Linked DNA regions of Mus musculus: all the other regions are linked to region 1. Evidence: chromatin contacts called from public HiCAR-type and HiChIP or PLAC-seq data. All regions are on one chromosome and are shown on one strand. The core of a region is the stretch at or near the end of the contact, and the rest is flanking DNA. Distances in the headings are between cores, read along the strand shown.

Region 1 (2,691 bases), core at 108-2,607:
AAGACTTTACTTTTAAGGGGCAACAAGGCTGGGGAGAAGTATGGACACTTACAGTTAACAGAGACTATAGAACTGTTTCATACCGCCTCACAGCCCCCCATTCCCAAACATTGTATCTAATTATTTAACCCTCCATTTGGGGGGAGGGGGCTGGAGGTATTTTGTAGCTCCTCAAAGAGGTATTGTTTTTTCAAGTGTAAAATAATCTGAGATCCCCCAAAAGTCACCAGGGTGCTAGAGATAGCCCTGTGCCAGACTCCTGCTCTTTCCCACCATTCCAGGAGCCACACAACACAGAGAGTTAATCAGGTTTTATTGCTTGCTTCCTTGTATTAACATTTTCTTCATTTTAATTTACTCCCTTCCGGTAAGAAAATACTTTCTTTTCTTTATTTTAAATCTTCTCTAAATAAGTTTATTGAAGCTATATTTTCCACAAATTGAAATATTCTTTTAAAAGAAATTATGAAAGGCTTGATTTATTTTACCCTCTCGTGGCTGAATATCAATTAAACATAACATAATGTAACAATTGAAACCTTACTTCTTTCTTTTTTTTTTTTTTTTAACTATTTCTGTGAAAATAACCAGTTCCTTGCAGGAGGAGGCAAGTTTAACTACAAAGAGATTACAAACAAGTTTGTGGGTCTGAATAGTGTTGCTTGGTGCTTTGAAAGAACCATAATTAACAAGGTTGTAAAAGCCAACAGTCTCTGTTCACGTCCTTCCTGTGTAACGTTTTGAAACCTTTGGTTTGTCTCTGGAGGGGGGAGTATTCGCTTATGATTTGTCTCATAGGATACATCAGACTGAATTTAGAAGCAGGGAACCATTCCTTCTTGTCTAGCTACTGGATATTTATTCTTCCCTTATTAAAGGGGGAAAAAAAAGAATTAAGAAAGAAAAGGAAGGAAGGAAGGAAGGAAGGAAGAAGGAAGGAAGGAAGGAAGGAAGGAAGGAAGGAAGGAAGGAAGGAAAGAAAAGGAAAGGAAAGGAAAGGAAAGGAAAGAAAAGAAAAGAAAAGAAAAGAAAAGAAAAGAAAAGAAAAGAAAAGAAAAAAAAAGAAAAAACTAAAGCACTAGTAATTTTCTTTTATGAATGTAGACCATAGGGAGATAAATAGCCCCTGCCTGCCTGAGAGGAAGGTCAAGTTCCAAGTTTTTCTTTCCTTTACATTCAGGAATAAGCAAATGGAAAGGCAGGCCAAACAGAGGAGTAGCAGGCGTCTGATGGTTAAGCCCTCCCCCCAGGACTTTTTATGTACATAAGCAGGAGTCACTGGAGCAGCTGCGCCGCATTAGTTCCGATAGTTTAACAGGCTGCTCTGCAGGCTGACAAAAGCCGAGCTAGCGCGGTGGCTTCCCTCCATGTTCCCGAGCCTCCCGAGCTCTGCTCGTCAAGTGATCTTTGGCTGGGGCTGGGGGAGGAGGGTGACGTTGAACAGGCTTCGGCGGGGGAGTGTGCTCGCCTGGTCTACACCCAGCAGCCTGCACCGAGAGACTGAGGCAGGGGCGGAATGAACTAACAGCAGCTGGATCCGACCTGTTTCCCTGGACATTCCTCAGACTCCGGATCAAGGGACTCACTGGAAACAGGCCAGGCAACCACGTTGCCCTGGATTGTGGCCAACTGTACAAAGTTGACCAGGAAAATGGCTCAGCAGACGACAAGCCCGGACACCCTTACAGTCCCTGAAGTGGATAATCCGCATGTTCCAAACCCATGGCTCAATGAGGATCTTGTGAAATCCCTGCGGGAAAACCTGTTGCAGCACGAAAAGTCAAAGACAGCGAGGAAATCCGTTTCTCCCAAGCTCTCCCCGGTGATTTCTCCCAGGAATTCCCCCAGGCTCCTGCGCAGGATGCTTCTGAGTAGCAACATCCCCAAACAGCGCCGCTTCACAGTGGCACATACATGGTAAGGTCTGCACCGACCCCTGAAATGTTAGCCATACCGTATGGTTCAGTGATTTTTGCTCCTCCTGCAGCCTTGGGGGTGGGGAGGAAGATCTCTATTCCACTCCTGTGATTTATCGGAAGTAATCTACCTCCATAGTATGTCCCACCGATGCCCAAGTCAGGGCAGGAATCCTAGAGATAGGTAATAGGAGTGGTTGAGGTGGGTGGTTCTAAGAGCTCAGTCTCTATTGCAAGTTCCTACAAGAAAATTGGATTCCAGATGTCCAAAAGGAATGTAGGTTTGCTCCCATACCTAAGTAGTGGCGTTTCTTTGATTTCTTATGCTAATATCCCTACCAGGTTCTCCTAATTGGACCAGAACAGAGGGGAGGCTCCTCACACTTAGCGTCTCCTGAGTGATACTCCGTGCAAACAGAGATGCTCACAGTAGTGTGTACAGATGAGCCCCTCCCCCCCGCCCCCCAAACTGCCTCCAGCTTTATTGTGTTGATAATTTTCATCGTGCCTTTTCAGGGAAGAGGAAAGGGATTAGGAAGCCCGCAGGAAGTGATGGGCAACCCCTTGTTACTCTGATCTTGTTTTTCTTGAATTTGAATGCTTTGAATGTTTTGCACTTATATTTCCTTCATGAATATTTTATCATCTTTATAATGGGTGAGGTTATTTTATGCACTTGCTTCCATGTTTTGTTTGTTTTGTTTTGTTTTGTTTTTTCTGGAGGACTTTCAATATTTTCTTGCTCTTGAAAATATCAAATATTGAACTGAAGCCA
Region 2 (2,691 bases), core at 56-2,555, 390 kb after region 1:
TACACTCTTCTGCTTTCCTCAGAGAAAGGAGCCGCTTAGGTGCCCGAGCTCAGGGCTAAGGAGTTTCAAGAGCGAATGCCAGGCAATCTGTCAATGCTGCTACACAGACACCTTTCAGACAGACACCGCCTTCAGATGTAACTCCTAAAGGAATCCTGAGGCAGACCGAACTGTAGTACGATATCACCGATCCCTTGTGTTCAGCGTGCAAAATTATGTTTGCTGAGATGTGGCTTTTTTTTTTTTTCATCATGAAAGCCCTAGACCATTGCACACACAGAAGGCCTTTTGCCTTGGCAACGTTGCCGTTGGCCGGTGTTGGGAGCCTGGGTGCCTGTTGATCATTGATTTCTTAATACCCACAGAGCTCTGGATTCAACATTTTCTCTATAAAGCAAGACTTTGTAAGCCTTAATCAGCTTACAAGTTGTCTGTGAGGAACAAACGGAAAGTACTTTTGTAGGGAGGGGGATAATATAATGAGGCAACATTTTGGGGATATGGCAAGGATTAATACAGCCTCAAGGCCTTCCTGGGAAGTTGTTTTCAACATTTCCATGGAAACGCACATGAAAGCAGTGGTTTTCACACTTATTTTTAACCTGTGAATATTCCAAGTCCTAACTCCGCAATATCTCTTCCTAGTACCAAAGAAAAACCTTTTACAATTGTGCATTTTTAAAGGATTTGATTTACACTTTAAATTACGTGTATGTGTTGTGTGGGGGTAGGTATGGGCAGACACGGACAGGTGCCCGAGGATGCCAGAGTGTCAGATCGCCCAAGCTTGAGTTACAGGCTGTTATGAGTCCTGTGACATAATAGATCCTGGTTCTCCACAAAAATCAACACATGCTCTTAACTTCTGAGCTGTCTGTCCAGCTCCCTATAGTCATCCATCTTGAAAATGCCATGAATGGCTTGGTAGGTGGTGGGCAGTGTTTACAAAGGGTCAAGGCTTCCCAAGCCATCCAGACTTTGAGCTTACTTCCTTTGACCTCTTGATATTTCCTTAGAATTCCCCAAGTCTCACTTTGGAGAAAAACAAAAAAACAAAAAAAGCAAAAACCAAAACCAACAAAACAAAAAAAGATGCATTAGGTTATTCAATTATAGTATACAGTGTAGTAGAACAAAATGGAATTCCTAATTGAGTTCCGTGATTGCTCACCCAAAGGAGACAAAGTACTCGAGATGTTTATGCAGACAGCATGACTCATCGCTTATTAGCTGGGTCTAACACCTGCTTTGTGCACTCTCTTCCCGCCTCTGGCTTGGTGTCCTTATCTGTATACCCAGTCATAGGCTGGTATGTGAACTAATTGCAAAATGCTGCTGTAAGGCCTGGCAAGTGCTACTTACACGGTCAGTGGCAGCACTGGCAGCCATCATCATTAGACATGGTGATTTCTGAGTGCCTTTCTCTTATGCTAATAATGTCTTTGTAAAGATGTTTGAGAAGTGTTCTGAATAAGAAGAAAAAGGAAACAGGTATCAACTCAAGGAGCACGTGAGCCTTATTTACCAACACAGTAGCAAATGCATCGTCTCCTGGATTCTGTAGAATGACTGAGTCAGGAGGTTTGGTGTTGGAATGCTTCCTCCCTGTCAGGAGGGTTCTTCTCTGTCCGCTCCCCACATCTTTGCTCCTCAAAGCCAAGACCTCATTTAGCTTCATTTTTGTTGCCCATGTTTACCTTGGCAGAGTCTACTCAGAGAAAATAAAAAGTGTAACAACTAAAGTATGACAAAGCCATTGATGATGTGGGTCACTCGTCGAGTTCTTGTACAAGGTCCTGGATTTGATCCTCCAGGTCAATGAAAAGCAGCATAAATAAGCAGTTAGACAGAAATGAATGCCTTTCCCCCCTTAGGACATTTGCAATCTATTATGAGCTAAGCATTGAGCAAAAGGACTAAATCCCTAGTGGGCTGTCTTTGATTTGAACAACCAAGACCACAGAGTATCTTCATGTACTGGTGGAGGGGGGCGCTCAGCAGGAAGAGTACAGAGCAATCATGACCTATGAAAGCTGGTGTAAAATCGTGGAGGAGAGGGGATAAGAACGGAAGGCAGAAGAGAAATGAAGAACTCCGTGTCATCTGATTAAGCCCACACTAAGCCTGGGCTTGTGCCAGACATTTTTGGTAGTGACTTTCACAATCTTCAACAGTTCTGAGAAGTGACTTTATTATCCCCGTGGCAATTTTTTTTCCCCCACAGCTGTGAAAATAGAGGTCATATGGATCAGTCAATGGGCTGAGGGTTATACGGCTCAGAGGTAGCTAATGAGCTGAACTTTGAACCCGGGGTTGCTGGGATCATCATCAGACTTTTGTTAACTATACCTCCTTCAAACAACTTACAGTAGGGTCCCCCCCCCCAAAAAAAAAACATGATATTTTAATAAAAAAGAATTTTACAAAAGCAGATCTAAAATGGGTCTATAGAGTTTACTGAGGACAGTTCAGGGAGTTTCCACAAAGGGTTTCCTCTGAGGCTCACTTTTCCTGGCTGTCTGGCGCTGTGAAATTAGACCTTCCCTAATGGCTTGGAGCTGAGTGTATCCTTTTGTCTGTGAAGGGCAACTTTAAGCTCGTTGACTAGTTTATTTCAAGCTTGTGGGGACCAATTCCAGGCAGCAAGCTAGTACTTTCAGACTTCAAATTAGCTTGCTTGAACATCCCAGC
Region 3 (2,691 bases), core at 67-2,566, 370 kb after region 1:
ATGGCTGGTCTTTTGAAATGTCAAAGCTCATCTTCAGTGACCCTTCCAACAAGGCCACACCTGCTCCAATAAGGCCATATCCCTTAACCCATCACAAACAGTTCTACCAGGGAACTAAATATTCAAACATTAGCCTGTAGGACCATTCTCATCCAAACCACCATATATATTATTATAACATTGAAATTCTTGTTATTCAGGTCCAATCTAATGGTGACCTGCTAGAGATAATCTCCCAAGGGTAACTGGTGGAGTTTAAGAGATAGAGTTGTTGATACTCTCAGGAAATTTCCTTAGCTGTTCTACGTTTCTGAAATTCCAATAGCGCTATTTTGCAAAATGAATCTCTTTTTTGAACCATATTATAAATATTTAGTCTCAACAAGTTTGCTGTTCCCCATCAACTTTGGACTACAGACGCCTGACACTCAGTGTATTGTAGCTTTTCTTGGGCCTCCTAGTCATACTTACAGTATGCTTTTTTTTTTTTTCTTTACTGGTGAAATCAAGATGTAGGTGGGTGGTGGTTGTGGCGCGGCGGTGTAATGCTAGGTACCGACTGTACAGTGAAGCGTTTTCTATCACATGTTTCAGTGACATTTTCCTGAGAGGATATTCTGAGTTCAAAGTGTCTGTGAAGGGCACCAGGTCTCTCTGTCCCTTCAGCCACTTAACACTGAACTAAATTCTATCTGACTGTGAAGTAAGAACTTGAGAATGTGGTTTTAAGAGATGTCTGACAGACAGCAAACAGTTGTCCTACCCAGGAGTTTGTTTTTAGTGTTGATGAGCTGAGAAACAACTCTCTGGAATACGCAAGCAGTCACTTAGCAGAGGGAGTCTCTAATATATTAATAGAAACAGCCTATCCTCTAACGCTTAGCAGAGACCTGGGATCTCTATCAAGGCCTTGTTGCTCGCCATCATCAGACGCGGCAAAGGCATTTAATGTCTCTGAACAAATGAAATGGGAATAGCATGGAATCAGAGCTCAGGGCCTTCCCTACTGCCTCATTAATGGCGATTATATCAAGGTCTAGCTGTGAATCTCTTGGGTGGTTTTCTTTTCGAGAGAGAGCTAGACCTCAACGTTTTGCGTGTCCTGTGATGAATTAAGAACAAATTAGCAAAAACAAATGATTAGGTGTGACTCTAAAGCAGATGTCGGTGTTTCTTTTTTTAGCCATTGGTGAGCTGCCATCATTGGCTACACCAATTAAAAAGCATTTCTATTTCTTTCCCACGTGGAAAACGCCGGACCCTGAGCAGCGCACACAGGCTGATGCGCATGCGCTTCAGCCTTTCCTCCGGGCGGGCATCCCAAGTTCACAGTCTCTATGGCTCTTCATGCTTGGGCCCACTCAGGCTCTGCCTTCAGCTAGTGCCACTCCAAACTCAGTCTTCTTCCAGGAGTTATCAATTGAAAGATCATTTGCCATCAAGAGCAAAGCCACGATCTAGAGATGAACGGAACTAACCTGTACTCACGTGTCTGTCATCATAGACTGACTTTATGATAGCAGAAACTTAACGTGTCTGAGTCTCAGTGCTGACAATAGTGGCTAGAGGCATTGTCTGGCTGTGTAAGATTAGGTAACTGTTAGCCATGGTGTCTGTCTGGTTCCTCCCCAGTGAAAATCTAAAACTTCCGCCATGATTCTGCCATGATTTGCCTCTCCTTCAGAGGAGCCTTCTCGCATTCTTTACTTTCTCGGCACATAGACTGTAGGTTTTTGTAGGGAACAGGACCGTAGGTTTAACCTTGCATCTGCTACTCCTTAGCTTTATGCTTTCAGGAATAAGTTATTCAAACTTTGTAAACCTCAATTTCCTCGGTGATCAAACAGAATAAAAGAAATTGGAAGCCTGGAAATTGATTATTAGGGCTTATATAACATATCTCATGTTCTTATTACAAAATGAGCAGAAAATCATTATTGAAATCATGCTGGCAGGATGAGGAACTAGAGGAAAGTCATCTGACAGTCAGCTGGTTTTTGTTTTTGTTTTTTTTTCCATTCAATCAATGCTCAAGATGTATCCTGGTGCAGGGGGGTCTGAAGGAGATGGCCAACAGCTAGGGCCTGAGAACAGGAAAGTTTATGGCTATTGGCGTATAAAAAAAAAAATGTTGTGGAAAAATTTATGCCCCCACAATTGGACACATGAGATTGTTGTTATTTAGAAATCTCTGGTATTTGAGCTCTTTTTGTCTTAGTCCTGAGGGAGCAATTTTGCTTTGCAGTCTGGCAATTCCAAAATTGTTTTGCTGGTTTGTTAGTATGGGTCTGAAAAGTGGGAAGACATCGTTTCTGACCTTAACTGGTGGGCAGGCAACAAGTGGGAAACACAGTCGGATCCACGGTTGTAAATTTTTTACCAACTGAACAACCTGTGCTCATAGCCCATATGTTTTTAGACAGGGAGAGACAGAGAGAGAGAGAGAGAGAGAGAGACAGAGAGACAGAGAGACAGAGAGACAGAGAGACAGAGAGTTGTTTTTACATTTGAAGCATAAGGCAAAACAACTAGAAACCATTCCATCAGCTAGTTCTGGTAGTGTCCTATACAACTCCTGAGTCGTTCTTTGTTGTTTTTATTCAGTCTTTGTAAATAAGACAGGGATAATTTCAGTTTTGTAAATAAAACATTAACCCTTTAAGACTTAATCCCGTAATCCTATTCTTACTT
Region 4 (2,691 bases), core at 92-2,591, 340 kb after region 1:
CTTAAAATGCAGCTTTGAAAACATCTTTCACTGTAAGATCTTGTCATTTGTACCACTATGCAATATATGATTGATTTCTAAACTATCATATAAGTATCTGGGTGATGGATTGCACTTAATTAGATTGTGACCACCTGTACACATGTATATACAGGGATATTTATAGATCAAAAGAGAGGCACTTCTGTGCACATTGGTTTCAATAGGAAGTTGATGATATTTCTATTTTATTCACGAGGAACTAAGACTTGAAAATTATCAATCCCTGTCAAATCAGTGCAGATCTTAAAAGTGGTGTCACCTTAAAGGGATGTCAAAACGTATCTTTCTCAATTCTGTTTGACTTTCATTTTTAACTACATGTCACATATGTGAGAATCTGTTGCCTGGATCATAATGATTTTTATCTAGGCAGCAATGTACATGGGGATTGTGGGAGGAAGGGAGGGGATGTGGTTGTTAGGAGGTTGCCCCCAAACAAATAAGGTACAAATAAGGAGAACTACCAAAAAGACAACCATGGCAATTCATTGGGCCACTCAAAGTTGCTGTCTGGAGAGACATGGGACACTCAAGTCCTTCATTCTATGTAAAGATAAGATCTGAGTGTTTGTAAAAGCCCATTAGTAAATCTACATGCTGAATAATAAGATGTTGCTGTAGACTAGTGTTCTCTCCAACTCTGGGGGGGTGGGGGATGGGGGTGGCAACTTACAAGGTAAATAATTTTGTTCTGAATATTGTAACATAAATCAGACAAGTTTAAATTTAATTAAGTTTTGTATTCAAACATTACACCATTAGCCATGACAAAATATAGAGCATTTTCATCTGAAGCAGAGTAAGGAAAGCCATGACTAAATATGCTATTATCTGAAGCTTGCCTTTAGATGTATAGAAACTTACCTATAGTCATAGGATGCCAAAGAGTTATATTCATGGAGCATTCTTGGGATACATTATGAATTCTTGAGTTTAGAATATGGGCTGTCACATTTTCCGAAGGAATGTGGTAATTTAATCTTTGAAGAAAATGAGCTCGTACTTTTCCCTCTATCCTCAGTTGGCATGTGATTCTTGTCGTCATTCAAGCCAAAATTTGTTATTATAAAGTAACAAACTCATTGTATTGCCCAAGTTCAGGTTAAACATTAACCTTTCTCCATGGATCAATTCCTGACAGGAACTGGGGAAGAGGCAGAGCTCTTCAATGTCTTGTGCTTGCCAAGTGAGAAACCCTGAGGCAGCTCAGCTAGGGTTCCATCATGTGCTCTGTGTGAGCCTTGTGAGAAGCCTTGGTTCAGCTCTGCGAACAGCTCTGTCCCAGCCCAGTGTGCCCACCTTGCCCTAAGGCAATCCTTCCCATGACCTTTCAGTCTCCACCCTCTGTTCTGAATTTGAAAGGCGGGCTCTTCAATCCGGTGAAATGCAATGGCTGCCAAGCAATAGAATACAAAGTATCTTTTATTAGTGACCAAAAACTGAGTAACAAAAGAGGTATTTAGAAATGAAGAAAACAAAAGAAAGATGTCTCATTTAGTACAAAGTATGCACTATTTTAGTATCTCTTGAAAATATTTTATATGCCCTTTAAAAATGACCCTTGAGGAATTGACAAAGTCCTGTATTTTCACTGTCCTATAAAAGTCTGTCACAGAAGGATAATCAGTCTCCTGCTTGCTTTTTTTGTTTGTTTGGTTTTTTGTTTGTTTGTTTGTTTTTTGGTTTTTTTTTTTGAGATAGGGTTTCTCTGTATAGCCCTGGCTGTCCTGGAACTCACTTTGTAGACCAGACTGGCCTCAAACTCAAAAATCCGCCTGCTTCTGCCTCCCGAGTGCTGGGATCAAAGGCGTGTGCCAACACACCGGGCTCTCCTGCTCTTTCTTATCCTACCATAAAATTGTTCAATATAGATATTGTATTTGATTTACTTTGAATCCTTTATTTAAGGAGCAAGTACAGGAAAGAGCTACTCAGTGGTTATTTAATTAGTAAAAGAGTGAGCTAAGGAAAGGCGTGTTATTTCACAAGAAGCTGTTGATGTGGGTAGATAAACCTGGTATCTTCAGGTAAAAAGACGGAGAATGTTTTTTATGGCTGTTGTACTGGGGATTAAATTTAGGACCTCATACATATCAGGAAAATATTCGACCAATGAGGAACAATTGATAGTCCTACTCAGCTCTGGCATCTCTGAACCAAAGCAAGCGCCACCATAGCGTGATCGCCCACGGGTACAGTAGTGGCATACACACCTTGGCACTAACCAACTTTAATTGGACTTAAGGCCCATGCAAGGAAAAGGAATTCATGCCTGGTCCTGGAAAAAAATAGTTAACTACTGAGACCTCCTGAAGGCATGAATCTTAGTAAACCAGCACTGTACTAGACCAGCACGATTTGGGAGAAAGAATGTTCAATAATTCCTACTGAGCTTAAAAGGAGCAGATGCAACCTTTCTACTTAGACCAGCACACCCAGGTGACGTTGTGCTGGTGGTTGTCATTAGCAGTGTAGACTGTTCAGATATTAGATTACTCTACTTTGCCTCAGCTCGCTTCCTCGGAGGACTTATGAGTAGTACTCATCACCCAAAGGCACCATGCAAGTTAGTCCTCAGGGATGAGGGTTCTGTACAATAGAATTCCCATACCTAATGCTCACAGTCACTGTAGAAGAGAGGGCCAGGGG
Region 5 (2,691 bases), core at 66-2,565, 290 kb after region 1:
AAACGACAGATGCTTTAAAAAAAAAAAAATCAGCGTGAGGTTCGGCTTCCTCCTACCCTTCGCCCCATGTCTCCGTGCTCCAGACCAACCCTGTTAGCCCTTTTGATTTAATCTTCACAGTTCTGTACTCACTGGAGGGACAGAAAATGGATGCTAATATACCAAAATAGACACTTAGAAAACTCGTTTTTAAAAATGACTCTGCAGCTTCACCTGCAAGTAAAAGACATAAAGGCATTTCCACCTCACCACTAATGACCATAAATATTAACATTGAGGTCAGTTCACAGTTTGCCAGTGTTACGGCCGTATTTTAAAGTTACATTTTACTTCATAGTATAACACATTACTTCAAGAGGATATCCTTATAGGTAACATTAAATTTCATATAGTTCTATAAACTACTTTTCCTTTTCCTTTTTTGAAAATAGATTCTTCACTCATACATCAGACCACAGTTGCCCTCCCTCCACGCTTCCCAGCGACCTCACCACCTCCCCTCTCCCTCAGATCCACACCCGCTCAGTTTCCTCTTGAGAAAAGAGCAGGCCTCTAAGAGATGACGGTCAGACAGGGCAAAACAAGATACACAGTAAGGAAAGGCAAAGGCCCTCGAATCCAAGCCAGACAAGGCAACCTAGTAGGAGGAAGAGGCTCAGGAACAGGCATTAGAGTCAGAGACACACCCACTGCCACCGTTGGAAGCCCCACAAAAACACGGAGCCATCACATATATGCAGAGGACCTGGTGCCGACCCACGCAGGCCTTGGGCTTGTCACTTAGGTCTCTATGAGCCCATGTATGTGAGCCCTTGCTTAGCTGATTCAGTGGCCCGTGTTCTCCTGGTGTCCTCCATCCTCTCTCACTCTATAATCTCTTGGGTTTTTTTGGTTTTTTTTTGTTTTGTTTTTTTTTTTGTTTTTGTTTTTGTTTTGTTTTTGTTTTTTTTTGTTTTTGTTTTTTTTTGTTGTTGTTTTTTGTTTTTTTGTTTGTTTTTTTTTGTTTTTTTTGTTGTTGTTTTTTTGTTTTTTTGTTTTTTTGTTTTTTTGCTCTTCCACGGGGTTTTCAGAGCTCCTAGGAGAAGGACCCTATGGGAACCTCCAGTTAGGTTCTCCACATAATGTCTGAGTGGGGGTCTCTAAAGCTTCTCCCATCTGCTGGCCCATTGAAGATGGACTCTTTGAGAATGACTGGACAAGTCGCTAGATCTAGGAGGATAGCAGAATATCTTTAGGATTTTTTTCCCTCAGTACTGTGGCTCAGCCTTAGCGCTCTGGGCTCTCCAGTCTCTCTCTGGGTCCTAGCTATCAGGTCGTATAGAGCATGGGCTCCCTCTGGTGGTGTGGTTCTCAAGTTAAACCGAAATCTGTTGGCCATTCCCACAAGTTCTACACATCATTGCCGCAGCACATCTTGCAGGTCTGATGTATTGCCGATTGTAGGTGGAGGGTTTCCTGTGTATTTTATGACTTCATTTTAAAATTATATTTCACTTCATAGTAAAGCACTTTGCTTGAAGATATCTTTGTATGTGATATTAAATTTGTTATACAGTTCTGTAAACACGTTTCTACAAGAAATTTAGTGAACATTTATTAATGGGCAAAGTAACAAAATCTTAGAGTATAAGAAAAACAATCTTTGGAAGGAAATGAAAGTTTAATTTCTCACCACATCTTACTCAGATAAAAACAGTACAAGCAATGGCTACGCTAAAAATTCATTTGAATCTGCCTTAAAGGATTGTTACCATATACTCTGTTACAGTCAAGCTATTTGTGGGCTTATTTCACTGATGCAGCATTGGAGGGGTATTTGGGTTTTTTTGTTTTGTTTTGTTTTTTTAATCAAGTGCCTGAAATGGAATGAACAAGAAAATAGCGCCCTCTATGAGTGGGAATGAGGACTGCATCTTTTAAATAACGTATTCGAAGTCTGAAAAATGGTCTTAACTAATGGCCTAGCACAATTAAAACGAGATGTTTTACACTAGGTATTTTTCCTTATAAGCAGTTTGATGATGAGAAAAAAAAACTAGGAGGAAAAGCATGTGTTTCCTGATGTTTCATTAAATTATGTCTCATTAAGTCCTGACATCATAACGGAGATTAAACCCTCCGAGAATGCTCTCTGCGAAGCATCACACCAACAGAGAAGGAACCCGTGCCTTCTAGCACACGGTCCCTAAATCAGGATGTGTATAGTGGGGCTGGGTAATACATACATTTACCAACTGTTCTCACTCATTTTACCTCTCCAGTAATGTTACTGCTAAAGATGCTGATGGAGCAATCATGTTTGCTCCAAGTAGGCCAGGGGACTGCTGCTTGCGCTGCCTTTCAGTGCCTCTCCTTTCTCAGCCAGCACCATACCACGCAGTTCTATACTGTTCCCTCCATGAAAACACGGATGGATGCTGTCTTTTCAGTGTAAAAGGGGGGTCTCTCATACTCGTCTCACTAAAGTCCCATTTCCCTTGGGGTTCTTTCCTTGTTTGGCTCTGCTCTGTCAAGGATGAATTGAGGAAATTATTTTTCAGAAGGAATATTGTCTTTGGCTTTTGACAACTGTCAGAAGGGACAGGCCTCTTCATTTGGTATTCCCAAAGCTTGTGCCATCCATTCCAGAATTGTCACTCACCAGAGCTATGCTAATGCCATTTCTGCCTTCCCCGTGCAGACGGTGGGGAT

What was found. HiCAR-type assays count read pairs that join an accessible place to other places. HiChIP or PLAC-seq counts read pairs in DNA pulled down with a chosen protein or histone mark.
Region 2: a FOXA1 HiChIP or PLAC-seq map of pancreatic cancer cells shows a contact between it and region 1. The contact joins two enhancer-like sites. A contact is called at or near these places in 5 of 115 datasets of contacts at active chromatin or transcription factors (embryonic basal ganglia, embryonic stem cells, pancreatic cancer cells and 1 more) and 1 of 9 other capture datasets (adipose tissue).
Region 3: a contact with region 1 is called in an H3K27ac HiChIP or PLAC-seq map of embryonic stem cells, with 15 read pairs. The contact joins two enhancer-like sites. A contact is called at or near these places in 2 of 484 Hi-C or Micro-C datasets (both in embryonic stem cells), 12 of 115 datasets of contacts at active chromatin or transcription factors (bone marrow-derived macrophages, embryonic basal ganglia, embryonic forebrain and 4 more) and 1 of 9 other capture datasets (adipose tissue).
Region 4: an H3K27ac HiChIP or PLAC-seq map of embryonic stem cells shows a contact between it and region 1, with 5 times the contacts expected there. The contact joins two enhancer-like sites. A contact is called at or near these places in 1 of 15 datasets of contacts at CTCF or cohesin (the NIH/3T3 cell line) and 13 of 115 datasets of contacts at active chromatin or transcription factors (bone marrow-derived macrophages, embryonic basal ganglia, embryonic forebrain and 4 more).
Region 5: a contact with region 1 is called in a HiCAR-type map of kidney, with 3 times the contacts expected there. The contact joins two enhancer-like sites. A contact is called at or near these places in 2 of 15 datasets of contacts at CTCF or cohesin (the NIH/3T3 cell line and large pre-B cells), 4 of 484 Hi-C or Micro-C datasets (bone marrow-derived macrophages, cortical neurons, muscle stem cells and 1 more), 22 of 115 datasets of contacts at active chromatin or transcription factors (the NIH/3T3 cell line, acute myeloid leukemia, a beta-TC-6 cell line and 10 more) and 2 of 9 other capture datasets (adipose tissue and liver).

Annotation. Positions count from the first base shown.
Region 1 is chr13:109,259,029-109,261,719 of GRCm38.p6, forward strand. The region is part of intron 3 of Pde4d (phosphodiesterase 4D, cAMP specific); the gene reads left to right. Among named protein-coding and RNA genes, the nearest start is that of Mir582, 64 kb to the right of the region's middle. Within about 2 kb of position 1,358, at least 274 of the 459 cell types and tissues checked have an H3K27ac peak or open chromatin away from gene starts, as enhancers often do. A contact at or near this core is called in adipose tissue, bone marrow-derived macrophages, embryonic stem cells and 3 more, where this site is marked.
Region 2 is chr13:109,650,691-109,653,381 of GRCm38.p6, forward strand. The region is part of intron 3 of Pde4d (phosphodiesterase 4D, cAMP specific); the gene reads left to right. Among named protein-coding and RNA genes, the nearest start is that of Gm32703, 210 kb to the left of the region's middle. Within about 2 kb of position 1,306, at least 91 of the 459 cell types and tissues checked have an H3K27ac peak or open chromatin away from gene starts, as enhancers often do. A contact at or near this core is called in adipose tissue, embryonic stem cells and pancreatic cancer cells, where this site is marked.
Region 3 is chr13:109,624,370-109,627,060 of GRCm38.p6, forward strand. The region is part of intron 3 of Pde4d (phosphodiesterase 4D, cAMP specific); the gene reads left to right. Among named protein-coding and RNA genes, the nearest start is that of Gm32703, 180 kb to the left of the region's middle. Within about 2 kb of position 1,317, at least 5 of the 459 cell types and tissues checked have an H3K27ac peak or open chromatin away from gene starts, as enhancers often do. A contact at or near this core is called in embryonic stem cells, where this site is marked.
Region 4 is chr13:109,598,665-109,601,355 of GRCm38.p6, forward strand. The region is part of intron 3 of Pde4d (phosphodiesterase 4D, cAMP specific); the gene reads left to right. Among named protein-coding and RNA genes, the nearest start is that of Gm32703, 160 kb to the left of the region's middle. Within about 2 kb of position 1,342, at least 11 of the 459 cell types and tissues checked have an H3K27ac peak or open chromatin away from gene starts, as enhancers often do. A contact at or near this core is called in embryonic stem cells, where this site is marked.
Region 5 is chr13:109,546,601-109,549,291 of GRCm38.p6, forward strand. All of the region lies in intron 3 of Pde4d (phosphodiesterase 4D, cAMP specific), which reads left to right. Among named protein-coding and RNA genes, the nearest start is that of Gm32703, 110 kb to the left of the region's middle. Within about 2 kb of position 1,316, at least 67 of the 459 cell types and tissues checked have an H3K27ac peak or open chromatin away from gene starts, as enhancers often do. A contact at or near this core is called in bone marrow-derived macrophages, kidney and muscle stem cells, where this site is marked.